Linked DNA regions of Rattus norvegicus: region 1 is linked to region 2. The links are chromatin contacts, called in public Hi-C maps. All regions are on one chromosome and are shown on one strand. Each heading gives the region's core, a stretch centred on a gene start, on an enhancer-like site or on the middle of the called end of the contact. The rest is flanking DNA. Distances are from core to core; before and after follow the strand shown. Region 1 overlaps Dock4 (dedicator of cytokinesis 4). Region 2 holds the start of Dock4 (dedicator of cytokinesis 4).

What was found. Hi-C and Micro-C count contacts between places; a contact is called where the count stands out from the background.
Region 1: a contact with region 2 is called in a Hi-C map of mammary epithelial cells, with 1.7 times the contacts expected there. The contact joins the enhancer-like site here to the promoter of Dock4 in region 2. A contact is called at or near these places in 3 of 12 Hi-C or Micro-C datasets (the Rat2 cell line, Schwann cells and mammary epithelial cells).

Annotation. Positions count from the first base shown.
Region 1 is chr6:63,598,639-63,602,249 of GRCr8, reverse strand. It overlaps Dock4 (dedicator of cytokinesis 4), which reads right to left. Exons shown (of 53, transcript NM_001427091.1): 40 at 3,280-3,421; 41 at 1,898-2,064. Among named protein-coding and RNA genes, the nearest start is that of Immp2l, 200 kb to the left of the region's middle. Within about 2 kb of position 1,394, at least 5 of the 93 cell types and tissues checked have an H3K27ac peak or open chromatin away from gene starts, as enhancers often do.
Region 2 is chr6:63,237,954-63,241,734 of GRCr8, reverse strand. Dock4 (dedicator of cytokinesis 4) reads right to left here and starts at 1,599. Exons shown (of 53, transcript NM_001427091.1): 1 at 1,293-1,599. The coding sequence starts at 1,329. Zfp277 (zinc finger protein 277) reads left to right here and starts at 1,904. Exons shown (of 12, transcript NM_001399663.1): 1 at 1,904-2,022. The coding sequence starts at 1,929.

The DNA of each region.
Region 1 (3,611 bases), core at 145-2,644, 360 kb before region 2:
GTACGAGCTCGAGAGGTTCTGATGATGCCAGGGAGGCAGGCTGACGAGAGCTCAGAAGGGTGAAAGAGATGCTCACGGTGTGCATCGGACGCAGGTACTCATGACACCGTGGGGGACCAGTAGACAAGTCAGATGGATTTTACAGGGTGAAGAGTTCACCGGGAGGAGAGTGGGGGCCGCTGTCAGGCAGGAGGCTGCCTACACAGACTTGGAGCTGCTTGTGAGAGGGTACGGCAACCAATAGAGAGAGGGCGGGTGCTGCTCGAGCCAACGTGGGGGATGGGTAGGCGGACCAAGAAGTGGAGAGGGGATGATGGGGCACAGTTTGGAGTCAGATTCTAGGGAAGGGGAGCCTAATTTAACCTTACCCACCCTGGTTAGGTAGCTGTATCACTGATCATTAACTTGTTGGCCAGGAAGAAATACAGTACAATAGAAAAAGCAATAGGAGGGGCACTGGAAGACATGGGTTCCAGCACTAAGGCTGGAACTAAGGTCATGGGCATGTGAGACTGAGCACGTCAACTGCATGGCTCTCGTGCATCCAGGTCTGAGGACTGGGAGCCACTGCAAGTAGAAAGGACTATCTCATAACCAATCAGAGCTTTAGTTGGCCTGGCAATAGGAAACAAGAATCAGAAATATGCAGAAAGCACTAGAAAATGATTGTGGATCTTTTCAGTAATATCTCAGTGTTGTTTTCCAATGGTTTCTTTAGTGTTCAATACACAGGGAGGAGGAAGGCCCAGAGAAGAGGCCAGAGGGACAGGCTGCTGGTATAGCTGTCTAGTCTCTCTCTGATACATACATACTATATATATATATATATATATATATATATATATATATATATATGTGTGTGTGTGTGTGTGTGTGTGTGTGTGTATCATTAGAGCAGTTTGTGATTAGATTTCTGAAGAGAGCCACAGTAAATGCACATCAAATCTACCACAAAGGCCAATTTTTAAAATTCAGTCCTCTTGGAACTCTGCAAAGCTACCCCCTCTGCTCCTTGTCTGCAGTAACCCCTGGCAGCACTGGGAAACCACTGGGCAAGCATGGGTGGGTCAGCATTACGTAAGACTGATAGTGTAGGAGACTCATGGCTTGAGTATTTGTTCAAAGAGATACTAAGCAACATTCCCAGGGGAATAAGCTCATTTTGCAATTTTGTTCAGGTTTGAATGCCAAGTGACTGGGGTTTAGTCTTCCATATCATGGTTTTCAAGGAAAGGGATGGTCAGAAGTGATTTCTGAATAGATATTCAGATATCCTTTCCCCAGTGGGGCTGTGAGAACTCTGACTGGGAACATGCTAAACTAGCAAGGCACATTGGAGCTGGTGAGGGCAGGCAGCCTGGTACATGCAGATGCCAGGGTTAGAATACACTCTGGTCCTCATCTCAGAATCCTAATCACACTTTTATAATGAAGACCAGAGCAAAGGACAGAACAGAGCATCTCCATTGTAGCAACAGTGTGCCCACATGGACTTTTCTCAGCTCTCCCTGGCCTGTTCCTTGGTTCTTCTTTACTCTGTACATCCTTGATGTTACAATACACTGACTATTCTCACAATGGCTCACCACGACTGGACACCAGGACTGAGTTCAAACCTGAGTTTAAGGGTTGGTCTAAGCACCACTGGTATTGGATCTGCCACAGGGAAATTCAGGAACTCCTTGCAGATCTACTCAGACTTTCTGACCTGGGGAACCAAAGATCTTCTTGCTTAGAAAATGTTCCCCATCACTTGGAAATACTGCAGAGTTGGGAAGCTACTAGGATAAAAGAATTCTAGACTCTTTGTTCCAGTCACATGGCATTATTCTCAGTTACTATTTACTAAGGTAGAAAGCATTTGAGGAGGCAGCATGTGTCAGAAACTGTAGGGTACCTTGAACTCGTTCTCCTTGTCTTTTGTGCCTTTGTGGAACGGTCTGTCATAGCGGAACTTCCAGATGTGATTCACTTTATAGAAGCTTTTGATGTTGTCCGGAACCCCTTCTCTCTGCAGCACCTCCTGGCTCTCTGGAATGGGAGTCACAGCATATATCTGTAAATCTAAGATTAAAGAGTCAAGGAGGGAACCTGGCTTGTCAGATGGCAAGGCAGTCTGGTGGTTCAATTCCAGCTGAAGTCATTTACAAACTTCCCAGAAGCTATGAATAACACACGTCTAAGCATGCCTTCAATTTCAGGCCTTGACCTAGTCCTAGGGGTTTGACTCTGACAGGACATATGCCTGGGTTTCTGTAACCTGTGAATTGACAGCTTGCATTAGTGGGATGGGTTGGGACAGCTGGGCTTGGGTTTTCAGAATCAGAATGATTTCCTCTTGTACATGAGACACTTTCATCTGTCTCTTCATGGCTCCTAAAATTCATTTAGAGTAATATGGGGCCAAAAGCAGGCACCAGAACACTGACAAGGAGCTGCACCTGCCACGTGTTGCTGTGACCTCAGTCTTCTAAAGTGTGGTACCCATTCTCCAAAGCCAGGTATGGAGAAGCCGAGTGGTTAGTTGTACTTCCCACTTTAAATACTATTTTCTTCATATAGTTACTTCCTCCCCAGAGAAATAGAGGAAATAGTTTTAATTTATTTCTCTTACATTTAGGCTCTGCTTTGAAAATATATCCATAATAGCCACTGGGAGTTTACCTGTTTTTCTTTAAAACCACTGGTTTCAGATAGATTTAGGAAGAACTGATGGGTGAACTACCTTTGTGTCTAAAGCCTACAGGTTTCCATTTTAATTGTTTGTTTTGTGTTGAGATGTGTTTCCATTAGTAAGTCAGTCCAGAATGTCATAGCTGAGACCACCTCCCTCCCAGAATACTGGAAACACCTCTTTTTCTTCCTTCCCTTACTCCATAATTAAAATAGGGGGGTGGGGATGGAGGATGTGCCGTCACGAACGCAATGCTACCACTTCCTTGAACTGAAGCAGTTTCCGTAGGAAGTCAGAGAAAACGTGTCCTATAGGAAATCCAGTAAGAGAGAGCTTCAGAAGTGTCGATTTGCAGGAGTGGCAATCAGAAGGGAGAAAGTTCCTTACCAGATGTTTATGGGATTTCCTTCCAACTGACTCTGCGATAACAATTTTAACAGTTACATTCTGTTCAGAAGGCACCAAGCTAAAACCAGGACAGCCAGGTCTAGGAAGTCTAAGAGGGGGGCCACTGAAAAGGGAGCAGTGGCCGCAACACTTCCCAGGACAATGTCCTGCAGCTAACAGCAGGTACCACCCAACCGGGGCCCGTCAGGAATGGATACACTGAGCTTCCGCCTGGAAGATGGTCTCGTCAGGCTGGTTGGCGTGCTGCATGGCGATGGCATGGGGGAACTCGTTCAGCATTCGCTGTTGGAAAGCCTCCAGTCTTTCGTAGTCATGCCCTCGACATACAAACTCCTTATTCTGGGGGTGCAACCAAAGAAAGAAGTTAGGATTATATGACAAAGAGAATAAAAACCCATGACTGGAGTTGGGGATTTAGCACAGTGGTAGAGCGCTTGCCTAGCAAGTGCAAGGCCCTGGGTTCGGTCCCCAGCTCCAAAAAAAAAAAAAAAAAGAAAAAAAAAAAAAACCATGACTGTGGTGACAACTG
Region 2 (3,781 bases), core at 350-2,849:
GGGGAGGTAAAATCTCCAGTGATTAGGATTCCTTTGAAAGGTTTTCCAGATTTTTTAAATTACAGGAGAATGAAGTCAGAACATAAATACGTCTCTGTATCATACAAATTACTAGGTCCGTCCACAATAAAAACAAGAATGCCAATCGGCAGGACGGGGCATTATAGGAAATGAAGATTGTCAGTAAAATCTATAATGCTTTCTTTCTGTTAGACCTTCTGGGAGGTTATAATTGCATTTGGCCAATTCGGGCTTGTCAGTGAGCCTGGCTTCTTAATAGTCTCAACCCTAAAAGGAGTGACTGTCAAAGGGGGGGGGGGGACTGGGGGGGATGGAGGGAACCCAGCTGAAATCAAACAACAAAAACGGGAACTGTAATCCTACCGAAAAGGGAGGAGGGAAGGGAAGGGAAGGGAAGGGAGCCTCCTGTATTCATCAGTCAACATTAATGTCCTTTGTTGTTCACCTTTGCACAGAACAGTGAATGCTATCCTGTTCTTTTTTTTCTCTCCCAAATCAGTGCCAGGGTAGTCCTCTCCTAAAGCTGCCTCCCAGAATTTAAGAACCAGGCTTTCTGACTCTCCCCTCCCTTGTCACTTTCCAGCCGGCCTCTATGACCCCCACTGCGCTCATCCCCTGGTAGAGAAGGTGGCCAGAAGTAAAAACGCTGCCCAAATCTAGGTTCCCCTCCAAGGACCAAAGAGCGCAGCAGCACAGATGTTGAAATTTACCACCCCCCCCTGCTCACAACACACACCCCAAACACCCGGGAGGCGAGGGAGAAAGGAGGCTGCGTCCCGACTCCCTCTGTCACAGGGGCTAGGGGTGCCACATTCTGCACTCTGGGAAAGCCGACCCCAACCGCAGGGACTTCGCGCCTCCCTACTGTTTGGGAGTATTCTAGCTGCGGGTTCCTAGTCTCCCTCATCACCCCGGGAAATCCTAGCAGCCCACTGCCAGCTCTCTGCCTCCGTGGGCCAGCAGGGGTAGAAGGGAGAGAAATCCTGTTGGCTTCCCCTTCTAACTTGACACGCAACACACCCCGCGGCCACTCCAAACTCTGCCAGCAGAGCCCGGAGTGGCTGTCCCGACGTTCCGGGATCGGGTTCGAGAAGCGCCGAGTGCGCAGTGAGGAGCGAAACCCTAGCGCGCGCCCCTCAGCCGGAGGCCGGTGTGGCCAAGCCTGGGACCCGCTGTGCAATGCCAAGACCTGGCATTTGCAGCCTGGCGCGGAGCGAGCTGCGTGGGGGCAAGGACCGGAGCGTGGTAAAAGTTCGCCCGCGAGCACTCACCCACGCCGTATTTCTCGTGCTCCGTAGGTATCCACATGGCTATAAAGGGCGCTGAGGGGCTCCGGGCTATGCAATCCCCGCGCCCCTCCAGTGGCTCACAACAATGCACGGCTCCCGAAGAGCAGCTGCGGCGCTGGAGCACAGCAGATCGCGCGGGCTGCGGCGCTGGGCAGGGGCTTCTCCCGGGGCTCCCGAGCGGACACTGACACTACACGGACGAGACGGAGCCGCCCGCTGCTCTGCCGGCCGCGGCTGCTCACAGCCCTGCGACGCGCTCTCGGGGACCCGGCGGCGCAGTCATTGTTCTGATTCACTGAACTAAGCGAACACGCCGGGGCACTCGCGGGCGCACCCCCGCCCGTCAGCGCCCATCCAGCGCTGCCTCCCCACTGCCTCGCGGCATGCCGGGAGTTGTAGTTCTTACTCTCCCGGGCCCGGAAGGGGGCGTGGCTACAGCGGTTGGGGGCGGGGCAACTAGTTAGGCTCATCACATTCGATTGGTCCAAAATGTGACGGCACAGCCCAGGCGTGTAGAAACTCTCTCAGTGGGTCGGCATGCGACCCCAGGCGCGTTTTTATTGGTTATCTCCCCGCTTCGCCCCGCCTGCGGCCCGCCCCTTTCAACTGGTTCAGGTAATGGCTGCTCCAGAGGCCCAGGGGCTTGGTGTGGACCCCCGGGAAGACCGGGTCCGCGGGGTCCGCGGCGGAATCGGGCACATCGATCATGAAGGTGAGTGCGCTGTCCCTTGGGTGCGTGTGATCTGTCTTTCTTTTTCTGTGCCCGGGGTGCAGCTGGCAGCCGCTCAGACCTTAGAAGCTGGTCAGCTAGGAGACCACCTTGGCAATGCCAGGCAAAAAGCCGCGGGCGGAACCCACAGAGATTGGGTGGGGCAGAGGGCGGTTGCCAAGCTGAAGCTGTTTTGGGTGGGACGAGAAAATGTGAAGAACTGCCTTCCCGGCCTCTGAGAAAGCTCCTTTTGCTTTGTTCCGGTTTGGAATTATGTGCTTTGCACTTGCCCACGAGTGGGTGTGGGTCAGGTCTGGGTCGCACGTGTGTGATTGTAATGCTGTGATTAGGCGCTATTTCCTGACTAGTATCCTCAGTTTGCTGAATTTGTTTTTGGGAAGGTGTTTTATGTAGTTTGGGGCGGGTTTCCAAGTTGGAGACTAGTCACGTCACTGTTCTCCAGTACTTGCGGGTTGCTCTTTGGAGTCCTCTCCAAAGGGAAAGGATGTGTGTATCTCAGGAATCATTTGACCCTGGAGCCTGGGAAATCTTACGTCCTAAGTCGTAAGAGAAAGAGGAAAAAGAGAATTAAATGCACTCCCGCCTTCACAGAATATTTAAAAGAGGGTTTTGAAACTCATCACAACTACTTTGTATCTACCTGATTTTGGTGTTTTCTTCAATTCCACTATAGAGATCAAAAATCAAACTTTCGTAGACTACCTTTCTTTTAGTCGAGCTCCACTCCCCACCCATTTTAAGTATATAATTTAGCACAGCAAGTTCTCTTATGTAAATGGATAGGATTTGGGGGTTAATTTGTGTCTCAGTCCTTGTTGATGTTTTTTCCTTTCACAGCTTTTAGTATGAAGTTTTTATCTCAGTAGCAGAGAAATGAAGTGCAATTTCTTCCCACTTCCCCTAGGTGAAATTCCTATCATCTAAGCAACCTATCAGTGGGTTTGCCATATATCCCATACTTCTATAACAGACTGTTAAGCTTTTCCAGATTACCAAAATTCCACAGAGCTACCATTTTAAGATATAAAGTTGGAAGCTTCGATAATTTTTCTCATGGGTTAATTTATTTGAGAACTTATAAATACCTCCAAAGCATAATGAATTACCTTACAATTACAATTCATTATATTTCAAGCAGTTCATTCAGAGGTATTCAGATTTAAAAAAATATTAAGTCTCTCCACTACACAGTTCCACTTATAAAGACAAAAGTGATGCAAATTTTGACATATTTCTTTATAATATACATTGTATAACTCATTTTTAAATGACGGATAATTAAAGGGATAATTTTTGTAAACTCAAAGATCTACAACTTTCTTCTCCCTCTTGTGTATCAAAGATATTTCTTTATCAACATTTTTTGTAACATTTAGTGACTACACTCAGGTTCCATAGAACAGATATTCCATACTCTAGCCAGTCCCCTCTTAATAAATGTATAAAGTCACTCTGATTTTCAATAGCATTACAGAGAGTGGATTTGTTTATATGTGTGTGTGTGTGTGTGTGTGATACATATGTATATAGATGGATAGATTGATCCAGTAAAGTATTACTTTGTCCAGTATTAAGCTTGTGTAATTTTTATGTAGATACCAGTTTTCTGTCTTAAAAGTACTCATCATGAATATTCCCCAATAATAACCAAGTATCCTTTACCCAATATTTTCAAAAAGTGTGAGGAAATTATTAATCCAGGACCAGTGTTGAAATATAGAAAGACCGAATTAGGTGACTA